Regions from separate parts of the Sus scrofa genome. Here region 2 is linked to region 1. Evidence: chromatin contacts called from public promoter capture Hi-C data. All regions are on one chromosome and are shown on one strand. The core of a region is the stretch at or near the end of the contact, and the rest is flanking DNA. Distances in the headings are between cores, read along the strand shown.

Region 1 (6,435 bases), core at 982-3,481:
AACACGTCTCTCTGAACAGGGGAACACAATGCAATAGTTAAGGACATACTCTTGGTTTGAATACTGCTTCTATTAATACCAGCTTGTGAAATCAGCACATTGCTTAACTGCTCTGAGCCTCAGTTTCCTCATCTGCTAAAAGGAGATACTGTTAAAATCTACTTAGCAGGGTTGCTGGGAAGATTCAGTGAGATCATGTATGGGTCTGGCTGCATGCAGAAAGAGGTTAATAAGTGCTGGCTATTATTGCTTGGAGCAGGCGCATTGCCTGTCCCAGAGAAAATGACAAAACCTTGGCCCAAGAGACTGCAAGGCACTTCTGCCCATGGCAGCAGCCCAAGGCCCCTTCCTTGGGACATCATTTTGGTGCCATTCCTCTGCCCTTTCCAGTGACTGCCAAACACGCAGAAGCTGGAAACTCACATTCACATCCAGGAAACGGAGATACTCGCAGCCAAAGGAGCCCTCAGGCAGGCTTCGGAGCTTCTCCAGGTCAAGGGTGGACATCGAGATCCGGGGACGCTCCCTGTGAGGCAGAAGGCAGGACTCAGGTATTGGGTTTTTTTTTGTTTTTTTTTTTGCTTTTTAGGGCTGCACTGGAGGCATATGGAGGTTCCCAGGCTAAGGGTTGAATTGGAATCAGAGCTGCAGCTGCCAGCCTACATCACAGCCACAGCCATGAGGGATCCGAGGCATATCTGAAGCTACACCACAGCTCATGGCAACGCTGGATCCTTAACCCACTGAGCAAGGGCAGGGATCAAACCCGAAACCCCATGGACACTAGTCAGGGTCATTACTGCTGAGCCACACGGGAACTCCAGGACTCAGGCGTTGGGAGGGCACCAGCAGGGGCAGGTGAAAGGTCTGGTGAGAGATGAAGGGACAGAGGGCAGCAATGGGACCACACGTCCTAATGGAGCACCTACTACTGACCAGGCCGGTGGCCGGGACGGGGGAAGACTACCACGAGCTAAGGCCATGGTTCCTGCTGGGGGGCACAAGGCAGCTAAAGAGGCCTCAGATGGGATCAGGGTATTCACAAAAGGCACTGAGGGAGGGGATGGCGGGCAGTATGTGTTAACAGACCTCCGTGAAGGCACAAGAGCCCTGTTGCTGGAACTAGGCTGAGGCCATCGTATTGCATCACCCAAGGGTCAACACAGTGTCTATGTGAGTGGTGCCTATGGATTCGGGCAGTGCCCACGGCCACCACTCACGGCCAGGGTATCAAGAAGAGCTCCCCAGAGGAACACAATGCAAGTCCAGACAGACGGGAAGCGCCAAAGAATGCCCTCAATCCCCCAGGCAGAGCTGGGACCTACTGCAGGATCTGGGCACCCTCTGGATCCCTCTTCATCTGGTCCCTGAGGAACTTCAGGGTTCGGCGTCCTGTGGTCTCTCCTAGAACTGCAACCATGTCTGAAAGGAAAGAAATGGGGACACGTGGAGGATGTGATCTTCGGTGGATCGCCTGACCTGGTCTGAGCCTCAATTTCCTACATGAGCAAACAGAATATCTACCTCTAAGTTATAAAGATTCAAGTTAAACATGTAGTGAAGCGCTGGGCACACAGTAAAAGCTCAATATAGTTATGACTGTTATTCATCTGATGGGGGAGGTGGCTCTGGTGAGCACAGTGCTCTGACAAATTTATGAATCACTTTCACATCCATCATTACAACAGAATATCATGTCTCCACGGACAGGGGCCGACTTTGGTATCACAGAGTGCTAGGTTCGACCCCAGCTACAATCACTGTCTAGAGGACCTTGTGCAAACTGCTTCACATTTTTGACCCTCAGTGTCCTAACTTGGAAGTGCAGATAACATCTTTCTTATAGGGTCAATATGAAAAATCAAGAACATCACGTATATAAAACACTGAGCAATGAGCAACCAAAATAAGGGCTTAATGAGCAATTACCATTTTTTTTTTTTTTTTTTTTTTTTTTTTAGGGCCATACCCACAGCATATGGAGGGTCCCAGGCTAGGGGCTGAATTGGAGCCACAGCTGCTGGCCTACACCACAGCTCACAGCAATGCGGGATCCTTAACCCACTGAGCAAGGTCAGGGATCGAACCTGCGTCCTCATGGATCCTAGTCAGATTCGTTACCGCCGTTAACCGCTGAGACACAACGGGAACTCCCAGCATTATTGTTTTTACTAGCAGGAGTAACAGAATTTTCCAGACTTAGAAATCCTGGAGGGGATGAGAAAGGCAGTGTAGGATCCAAGAATGTTCTAGTCAAATGTCTAGCAAGCACTTACGGAGCATTTATTATGTCCCGTGCCCTATCCAAAATGCTACCACTCCAGTGGAGCAGGGTAGTTATGGTTCCCGACCTCATAAAGTTTAATTTCTAAAGGGACGTTATACTTTTACGGGCATAAATCATCTAGCCCAGAGATCCTCAGTGTGGCTGGATGACAGAATCTCCCGGGAAGCAGTTTAAAAAGGCAGAGGCTCAGATTCCACGCCCCTTCCTGCCTCCCTTCCCCACTCCCACAAGATTCGAATTGAGTAAGTTTTAGGGTGGGATCCAGGCATCCGCATTTTATGAATACTGCAAGTGACTGTGAGGTGCAGCTTGGTCTGGGTACCCTGGCCTTGTCTTGTTTCCAGTTACCCAAAGGAAACGGAGGTTTTGACAGTGGCAGGGACCTCCCCGGGACTTCCAAGGCAAGGGTGAGCCTCCCCCCTCCCCCGCCCTCCCAAGAGAACGCCAGGCGCGGGCAGCCTTACCGTGGCGATAAGGGTCGTAGAGGGCCATTACGGCAGAGCCCGCGGCCAACAGCGCCTTCTGCAGCAGGGAAGTGGGGATGTGTTCGGGGTAGAGGAGGCCGGTGCCATGGCTCGTGGCACGAAGGGGCACATCTGCGAGGCAAGAAAAAGGCCGCGCGGTCAAAAGAGCCGGGGGACGCCAGCACGCCGACCAGCCCCCGCCACTTGCCTGCAGCCGGCTGCCCGCGGCCTTGGAAGGCGCGGAGGGGGCGCAGGGCCCCGCGCAGCAGCGTCGCCATGGCAGCGGGTACAGTCGGACGTCCGCGGGAGGATGGGAAGGGCAAGGCCAATGCCCCAGACTTCCCCGACGACGGCGCGCCGGAGAAGTCAAAAGGGCTCGATTCCTACGGCGCGGAGTAGGGTTTTTTTTTGCGGGAGGGGGGAAAGAGCACGGACAGGAAAGGTCTCTATCTCTAAGTATGAAGAAACCCAGGCAATCTAATTCCAAGGATATAAAATTCTCCCCATTTCACCTTGCCCCCCAAAGTGTCTCTAAGGAAGCCCGCCTGGCTTTGGGGTTCAGTGTCGGACCGTACTTTGTTCACCGCAGCACGTTTTCCCCGAGGACAGAAAGACGAGAACCTCTTCCGGCTGCGAAACATGGCAGCGTCCTCTGGAAGGACTCTATTTGGGGAGGGACCATATGGCATTTCCGCCGGGTGCCGCTGTCCTGCGAGCCCCAGACGCGGGCTCCGGGATGGGGTCAGCCGGCCTGGCGCGGCTGCATGGGCTCTTTGCCGCCTACAAGCCCCCGGGGCTAAAATGGAAGCATCTACGGGATACGGTGGAGCTGCAGCTTTTGAAAGGTGAGTGCATCGAGCCAGTCTTAACGATCCCCTTCCCATTTCCCTCGGAGTCTATTTCCGCTTCTGATCCTTGCGGGTAAAGTCAGTCATGTGACCTCGTCGCCTGGGCGGCTGCCTTTTCCTGATCGTCTGTCGTATGCACTCTGTTTGTTGTTCCTCTCTTTCCCCGGTGTTCAGATGGGTAAACAGACTCTATTTTTAGTTGTCATAAGTAGTAGAGTCAATATTTGACTCCAATTCTTGTTCCTAATTGCTACTGATCTCTGCACCCGTGGACTTGGAACTGTCTTATGCATCCCCGTGTTTTCCTGTCCCGCCCACCCCTGGGTGTCCACACGGAATTGATGAGATGCTATTTACATGTGTGTGCTCAGGTCTCAATGCTGGGAAGCCTCCTGCTCCTGAACAGCGTGTTCGCTTCCTGCTGGGTCCGGTGGAAGGCAGTGAAGAGAAGGAGCTGACCCTCACAGCCACCACTGTGCCCTCCCTCATCAACCATCCTCTGGGTAAAGCACATTTAGGAAGGGGCCTGGGTGTCACTTCCCAGGAAATCCCTGCTCAGAATCAGTGTCCTAGCCAGTGCTCAGACTCTTACTGTCCCGAACCAGTGTAGGGTGGCAGTGGGGATGAAGTATTTGACCAGAGATTGGCAAAGTTTCCTAAAAAGGGCCAGATAGTCAATATTTTAGGCTTTGCAGGTTCACCTCTGCCATTGTAGTGCAGAAGTAGCTATAGATAGTATGTAAAGCAGCGAGCCTGAGTGTATTCCAAATAAAGCTTTACTTATGGACACAGACATTTTCTTTTTAATTAAATTTTTTTTTTTCCTGCTTTTTAGAGCCACACCTGCAGCATCTGGAAGCTCCCAGACTAGGGGGTGAATTGGAGCTTCAGCTGCCCGCCTATGCCATAGCCCCAGCAATGCCAGATCTGAGCTGTGTCTGTGACCTACATCACAGCTTACAGCAACTCCGGATCCCTTAATCCACTGAGCAGAGTCAGGGATTGAACCCACATCCACATGGATGCTAGTCAGTTTTGTCAGCATTGAGCCACAGGGGGACTCCCTTCTTGGTTTTTTGTTTGTTTGTTTGTTTGTTTTGAATCATTGAAAAATGTAAAAACCGGTTTAAATGGTAGGCCGTGAAAACCCCAGGACTGGGGATGTGACCTGTGGACTGTAGCTTGCTGGCCCCTTTGTTATCCTGGGACTCCAGGTAGGGATCGAGGCCCTCAGGTAGAACTCCTGTGCAGGGCGTTTTGGGCTCCTGTGAAAGAGTGACATTTTAGTCAATATAGCTGCCCAACAGTAGAACTAGTTCTGAAAATGAACCCCCCCCCCGCTCCACTAGGTGTGATTCAGGCATGCATTGGGAAGGCTAAGGAACTTGACCAGGGACCTCTAGGACCCTTGGACAGAAATATAGTCACTCCACAGTATAATAACAATAAGTATGATGGGTCGAGGACTTATTTTGTATTATACTGTGTTAAGCTTTTCCCAACTACTGCCTTACTGAATCCTAGGAGATGGGGTCTAGTCCCGTTGCACAAATGAGAAAACTGAGGCTCCATGGGAATTTTTTGCTTGCTTGCTTGTTTGTTTTGGCCATGCCCCAGGCATGTGGAAGTTCCCAGGGCAGGGGTCAAACCCGCACCACAGCTATAACTGGAGCCACAGCAGTGACAACACCAGATCCTTAACCCACTGAGCCATGAGGGAACTCTGGGCTCTGTGTTGACATTATGTCATGTACCCTGGATTTGGTAGGCTCCTTTTTTTTTTTTTTTTTTTTTTCCCCCTTTGCTTTTTAGGGCTACACTTGCAGCATATGGACGTTCCCAGGCTAGGGGTCTAATTGGAGCTACAGCTGCCGGCCTACACCTCAGCCATAGCAACAGGATCCCCAGCTGCATTTGCAGCCTACACTACAGCTCACGGCAACGCCTGATCCTTAACCCACTGAGTGAGGCCAGGGATTGAACCTGCAACCTCATGGCTCCTAGTCAGATTTGTTTCTGCTTCGCCACAACGAGAACTCCCTTGGTAGCTTGGTAGGTTCTTAAGCACCCCTTCTTCTCACTTCCTTTTTTTTTTTTTTTTTTGCTTTTTTTTAGGGCCACACTCACAGGATGTGGAGGTTCCCAGGCTAGGGGTCTAATCAGAGCCACAGCTGCCGGCCTATGCCACAGACACAGCAACACAGGATCTGCTCCATGTCTGCCACCTACACCACAGCTCTCAGCAGTGCCAGATCCTTGACCCACTGAACAAGGCCAGGGACTGAACCTGCCTAGTTGGATTTGTTTCCACTGCGCCACGACCGGGAACTCCTCCTTACTTCAGCTTGATCTACCAAAGTATAAAACCTTCTAGCTCTTTCCTGCATTCATTCTTTTTTTTTTTCTTACAGCTTTATTGAGATAAAATTGATACAAAAAAGTATTATGTACTTAACATAATCATATGATCGGTGGCCATTCATTCTTTCAACAGTTATTTCCCAAGCTGTCAGTGAATTCTGGGTCAGGGAATCAGAACTGTGAATACAGAGACCCAGGCCCTGCCCAAAGGGGCTCACAGCCTCCATTATCTCCTTGGGATGGTGGTCAGGCCCCCTTCCTGCAGGAGCTGGGTGGGGAACCCCACAGGCTTGATTCAGGTGTCTTACTCAGTCCACTCAGAGCCTCTCACTGGGGGGAGTGGCGAAGGCAGAGAGTAACAGGCCTCTTGGGTTGCCTTTTTCTGGGCCCAGGAAACTGAGGAAACAGCTTGGGGCTCCAGATTCCATGGTGGGGAAGTCCGAAAGTTCAGCCTGACCCTGGTTTGGGCTCCATG
Region 2 (6,255 bases), core at 386-2,885, 450 kb before region 1:
CCCTGGAAGGCGAGGGGCATTCAAGCTAACCCCAAAGAATGGCTAAAACTGGGAGACAGGGAGGCAGCGGTCAGTATTCCTACCCCAGCACCTCTCCAAAAGCCAGTCCTCTGGCACCAGTCAGCTGTCCTTCCCTCCCCTTGTGAGCCAGAAGAAAACGTGACCTTCATGGAAGCAATGCCAGTGTGACTGGGCCACAGGCACTGCCCAGTTCCTCTGAACAAACTCCCACTGCCCCGTCCCTCCACAGGAAGGATCACAGCATCGGACCTCCTCCTCCTGCCTCCAGTCTGTCTGTCTGCCAGACGGTCTGCTCAGAGGGCAGGATACAGTTTGGCAGGGGTAAAAAGCACTCGTAATGGAAAAGGTGGGAGAGGCCTTTGGGAGCTTTTCAGCTGTCCCAGCCTTCCTCTGTAGTTGAGATCCAAATTCCCCTTCCCTCATCAAGCTCTCTCCCTCTTCATCCTCAAAAGGTTCCTGGGGGGTAGGGAAGCCTCCATCAAGGAGGAGTGTGGTCACCAAGGGCTGCCCCCCTCTCCAGCCAAATCTCCAGCAGGAGGAGGTTGCCAGACACCCCCCAACCACCACTCCTTCTTCCCAAAAAAGGCAGCAGTTGCATCAGCTAAGAACCAGCTCAATCTTGGTTCACTCCAGTCCAGACCAGGGGAAAGAAGCAGTCTACAAAAGGAGCAGAATCATCATGAACCTCAAATGCCGGCAGCTCAGCTCCTTCACCTTGGGAGCCAACTTTGCTGGACCTCCAGCCTGGACCTCATCAGACCTGGCTCTCCCGCCCATCTGGATGCACAGGACATCTGTAGGGTCCAGAGCCTCGGACCCTGGACCAGGTTTCCCAGGAATCTCAGTCCAGAGAGCCCCCAAGAACCTAGCCAGGGATCTGCCCCAGATCAGGGCACAGTTCCCGCCGGATCAAGGAGAGGGAGGGGTCCAGGAAAGAGGGGGGTGTCAGAAGCCCAGGAGAAGGGGCTTTTTTGAAAACGAAAAAAAAAAAAAAAACTACCAAGAAGAGATCCCAGAGGTGGAACCTCTAGGAAGGGGGTATGTGTGTGTGGAGGGGTGAGGATCTGGGGGAACCCAGGGGATGACAAGGGGACCTGGGGGAGCCGAGGCGGAAACTCCCGGTATGTAGAGCGCAAGGAGGCACTGGGGTGCCTGGGAGGGGGCTCGCGCGCCGCGGCACCGCGGAGAGGGTGGGGGCCCCAGCGACCCCGGGGATGGGGAACCCGGAGGAAGGCCGAACTGAGCTGCGGCAGGAGGCCTCCAGGGAGCCGGCCCCGGCGGGCAGAACCCGACCTGTCCAGGGCGCCCGGGGCCGGACAGCTGGCCGGGGACGTATAGGAGTGGATTTCGAGAGGTGACAGCTCGTGCCCCCTTCCCCTCCCCACTCTCTTACCTGAGCCCGCCGCGCCCGGCCGCCCAGCCGGCAGCTCCGAGCCCCCGCCTCGCCGTCCCGCCGCCGGCTGCAGCGCCCCTCCGGCGCCTCCTTTTGTTTGTCCCTCACTGCACCACTCAGCCTCCTCCGCCCCGGAAGTGACGTCACCGTCGGGCGCGAACGCGGCGGCCAGGGTGTTGCCATCTTTTTGAGGGGCGCAGTCTCCAAGCCTTCACCTCCTCCTCCTCTCCCTGCTGGCGCCATGTTGCTTTGGGGCGGAAGTAGCGGAGCCGGGGTTCGGCCCCCTTAAAGGGACAGGGACTGCTGTAACCTTGCCGGCTTGGGGACGAAGGGTGAAGCGGCCGAGGCGGGGGTGAGTAGCTGCTGCCTGAGCGTTGCTGCCCCGAAGTCAGGTGGCGTGGCGGGAGGGCCTGGTAACTGGTTCCGAGCTCGATTGTGCCAGACCCCTCGCTTCGTTTGCGCTGAAAGGTTGACCCAGCCGGGAGCCGTTGCGCGCGCTTCTCGCTGACCCGCACTCGGACACAGGGACCTTCCGGGCTGATCCTCTCTGCACCCCCATCCCCCACTCCCCCACCCCCAGCAGTCGGTGGGGAAGAGAGAACCCAATGCAACTGGACGAAATCTGAGCAGAGCCGGGTCTGGAACGGGGTGCCGGACTCCAGCTCTATGGATCCCGAGCCCTCGGAGTATCCAGATTGATAATAGTAACGGCAACCACGTTAAGACAGAATCCGTACATTGAAAGACAGTGCCTCCACTAAAAAGAAAAATGTTCAATACGCACTAATATGGGACGACTTCCAAGATAACTTAGATGGGAAAAGGAAGGAGCGAAAAGAACAGCGTTAATCATACTACCGATTGTTTTGAAAGAACGTGTTGTGGGGAGGGGTACGGGTGTCTGCGGGTGTGTGAACCAGCCGCCTTGTCAAATAAATGCGAGAGAAGTTGTTCACTGGGGTGGCCTCGAACAGGAGAACCGGGATCCTGGGGATCTGGACATGGGGGAAGAATTTACTACCGAGTGCACAGGTTGGTTAAAAATAAAGTGGGAAGATGAGAATAATGACCGGTTCTGGTTTATCTAGGGCTGACAGGTGCGTGCTTTCAGCTCTCCTGCTGGAAGGTCTTGTATTTCCCCATTACGGGAGGAACCAGGCTGAGAAATTAGGGACCTTAGTAATGTCGCATAGCCAGGAAATGAAAAAGCTGGAATTTGAGCCCTGGAGGAGTTTACACTAATGCCATCATTCTTGCTTATCCCCCTCTTGAGAAGCCTTTTTGTTTGTTTGTTTGTTTTTGTTTTGTTATCAACCACACAATTCACTTGGAACCTGACACACAGCAGAATCCAGTAACTGTTTATTGGCTGGAATGGTCAGGAGACAACCATAGTGTAGAATGAAGAGAAGCGCGCTTTGGAGCCCAGAACCCAATCTGGAGCCCAAGACTTGCTTCTTCCAGCCTTGAGACTCTGGACCAGGCACATACCTCCCAGAGCCTCCATGTCCCCTCCTGTAGAACTAACTACAATGACTGACGCTGAGTGCTCCCACCTGGCCTGCTTTACATGCCAATTAGCCCCATTTTACAGATCAGTAAGTGCAGAGAAGTGAAGAAAGTTGCCCACCACAACATTGTAAATCAACTATACTTCAATTTTTTTTAAAGTTGCCCAGGAGCTCTCTGGTGACACAGCAGGTTAAGGATCTGGTGTTATCATTCCTGTGGCTCTGGTTACTGCTGTGGCTTGGGTTTGATCCCTGGCCTGGGAACTTCTTTTTTTGCGGGGAGGGGGGAGCACTCTTGCAGCATATGGAGGTTCCCAGGCTAGGGGTTGAATCAGAGCTGCAGCTGCCAGCCTAACCACAGCCACAGCCATGCCAGATCCCAGCCACCTCTGCAACTTACGCCACAACTCACGGCCATGCCGGATCCTTAACCCACAGAGAGAGGCCAGCGATGGAACCCACCTCCTCATGGATACTAGTCACATTTTAACCCTCTGAGCCACAGCAGGAACTCCCTGGCCTGGGTACTTCTGCATGCTGGGTACTTCTGCATGTTATAAATAAATAACAGAGAGTTAGCAATGAGAAATCTTTCCCTCTGATGTCCCCCTCCCATTCCTTTGGCCCCTAGAGTGGCATCCAGCTTGCTGACGCAGACACTCTGCCCATGGAGCAAAGGTGTCAATATGGCAAAGTCCCAGGGTTATCAGATTGCCTGTGTGCTGGGACATCTAGCTGAGTGTGATCCCCCCATTTCTGTAGCCAGGAGGCCAAAGTCACTCCTGACCTAACAGACGTGGGGCCACATCCCACTCCCAGATGGCACTGCCAGCTTCCTGAAATATTTCCCAAATGCTCATCTCACTCCCTCATTCTTGTACCAGAGAGTGGTACAAGCTTTGGCTTCACAGCTGGGGGCCCTTCTCTGCTTTCCTAGGCCTTGGATTTTGGGGTAAGTCCTTTCCCCATCTGAGACTCAGTTCCTCCATCTGTAAAACTGACAGGACTCTCTCTCATCCTGGCATGAAACCTAGATGCATTCATTACTTTTTTCTGCCATGTGTAAAACTGCCCTACAGAGTGAGATTTTGATTTTGGAGCTTGATCCCATGCCAGGAGGAGGAAGGAGTGGGCTGCCTACTGGAATCTCATTTGAGATCCCTACCCACCAAACCTGTGCCCTGGGCTCCAGAAGCCATTTCTCCTTTGCCAGTTTGAAAGCCAAGAGGAACTATGTGTAAGTCAGTGAACTTGTTATAGTTCCTCAGACAGGCTGTCACCTCCCTTAGGGGAGAACCATTGACTGGACAAGTGTTGGGGCTTTTTGCCCAAGCTCTCAGCATGTGAAAGTTCCTGGTCCAGGGATCGAACCCACGCCACAGCAACAACCCAAGCCACTGCAGTGACAACACCAGATCCTTAACCCTCTGAGCCACAAGACAACTTCCAGATTTGACAAGTTTTCACCAGACACTTGTCCTACAGGGAGTCTGTGTTTTTAGATCCCAAAGAAACAGACAAAAAAATCAGGATTCATTATCTGCGAGAGATTTTTTTGTTCTGTTTGGTTAACTGATTTTTATGGAAAGCTTTAGAGGTTTCCATGTTAATAGCTTATTGTCACTGAAAGATTAAGTGGGCCAGGATCTGTGCTAAATGCTTTTGGGGGGGTGATTGCATTATTATTGTCCCCATTGTACAGATGAGAAAGCTGAGCCTGGTATGACACAACCAAGGTCCTGTCGCTAGTTCAGAGTGGAACTGGGACGTTTTATCTAAGTTATAAATCCAGGCTTTCATCATCTGTGGCTGCTGGCGTAACAGACTGGTCTTACCTGGTCCGCCCTCCCTAGGCTCCTATTCTAAAAGTGCCATGGATTGTGTTTTCTCAGTAAGTGGGGGGGGGCACCTACAGCATCTTTCCAGCACCATATAGACCTGCCCAGTAAAGAACTGACTCAGGAGAGTTCCCTGGTGGCTCAGCGGGTTAAGCATCTGTGGAGCAAGTTTGAACCTTGGCCCTGAACTTCTGAGTACTGCAGGCACAGCCAGAAAAGAAAGAAAAACTGACTCAAGCCAAATACCAAGTGTGCCTCTATTTTTTTTTTTTTAATTCTGTTTGCCTGCACCCACAGCATGTGGAAGTTCTTGGGCCAGGGATCGAACCTGTGCCACAGCAGCGACCGGAGCCACAGCAGTGACAATGCTGGATCCTTAGCTGGCTATGCCACCAGGGAACTCCAAATGCGCCTAGTAACACCTAGTATCCTTACCACACAGAACTGGCTGAGGTGATGGGGGGCCAGGCTGCAGAGCCAAAATCCTCTTGCTTGTCCTTGCAAGCCACCAGGCAGGGTGGCAGCTGGATAAGGTGTGGCTCCTGTCGGAAAAGGCTGATGGTCTCCTGCGGGCAGCGGAGCTGATAGAGGCAGCAGCACCCACCTCCTGAAAGAAGGATTTCGAGAGGAAGGGTTTGGACTCTGGAAACAGGCAAACCAGGATTTGAATCCCAGCTCTCAGCTGAGTGAGCTTTATTCATTCTCCTCTGGAGCAAAATAGGGACGGTGACACCTTCCTGGAGGCTTCCTGTGAAGATGAAAGGGTTCCGCGCAGAGACCAGGCGCATCGTAGGTGCTCTGAGTGCAGAGAAGGGTGCAGGCCAAACACAGAAGGCTTCAGAGAAGAGGCCAAGCCAGGGCTCAGCCCTGCCGGGGGATGGGATTGGAGGGCACTGCCAGGCAGAGCACAGCTTGAGCAGAGATGGACAACGTCTAGTCAAAAGCAAAGGATTGGAGTTCCTGTTGTGGCGCAGCGGAAACGAATCTGACTAGGAACCGTGAGGTTACAGGTTTGATCCCTGGCCCCGCTCAGTGGCTTAAGGATCCGGCGTTGCCACAAGCCACAGAGTAGGTCACAGACACAGCTCAGATCTGGGGTTGCAGTGGCAGCGGTGGAGGCCAGTGGCTGCAGCTCCGATTCGACCCCTAGCTTGGGAACCTCCATATGCCGTGGGTGCAGCCCTAAAAAGCCAAAAATAAAAAAAGACGAAAAACCCCCTCCAAGGGATGGGTGTGTTTGGAAGAGGAGAGAACACGGCAGCCACAGGGCATGGATTCAGGCCAGCTCCAAAGGCCAGGCCAAGGAGCCTTTGGACTTTACTCAACGCAGGTTGTATCCAGCGGGAGGTACAGCTGACATCAGCTGCCAGAGTATTGGTCACTGAGACGTGTCCCTAGGGGTCAGCCACCTGCTGTTGACTAGTCACAGTGTCTTCTGGCCAAGAAGGTGGCCAATAGCTGCCCGGACGGATGGAGGCATGTGGGGGGGAGG

Evidence for each region. Promoter capture Hi-C pulls out the DNA fragments that hold promoters and counts their contacts.
Region 2: a promoter capture Hi-C map of liver shows a contact between it and region 1, with 6 times the contacts expected there. The contact joins the promoter of KYAT1 here to the promoter of TRUB2 in region 1. A contact is called at or near these places in 1 of 5 promoter capture datasets (liver) and 1 of 47 Hi-C or Micro-C datasets (liver).

The regions. Positions count from the first base shown.
Region 1 is chr1:268,753,567-268,760,001 of Sscrofa11.1, reverse strand. TRUB2 (probable tRNA pseudouridine synthase 2) reads left to right here and starts at 2,231. Exons shown (of 9, transcript XM_021069594.1): 1 at 2,231-2,694; 2 at 3,278-3,596; 3 at 3,971-4,102. The coding sequence starts at 3,434. It overlaps COQ4 (ubiquinone biosynthesis protein COQ4 homolog, mitochondrial), which reads right to left and starts at 3,312. Exons shown (of 7, transcript XM_001928334.4): 1 at 2,960-3,312; 2 at 2,752-2,883; 3 at 1,326-1,422; 4 at 424-526. The coding sequence starts at 3,029.
Region 2 is chr1:269,204,933-269,211,187 of Sscrofa11.1, reverse strand. KYAT1 (kynurenine--oxoglutarate transaminase 1) reads left to right here and starts at 1,635. Exons shown (of 13, transcript XR_002337758.1): 1 at 1,635-1,766. LRRC8A (volume-regulated anion channel subunit LRRC8A) reads right to left here and starts at 1,528. Exons shown (of 4, transcript XM_001928850.6): 1 at 1,415-1,528.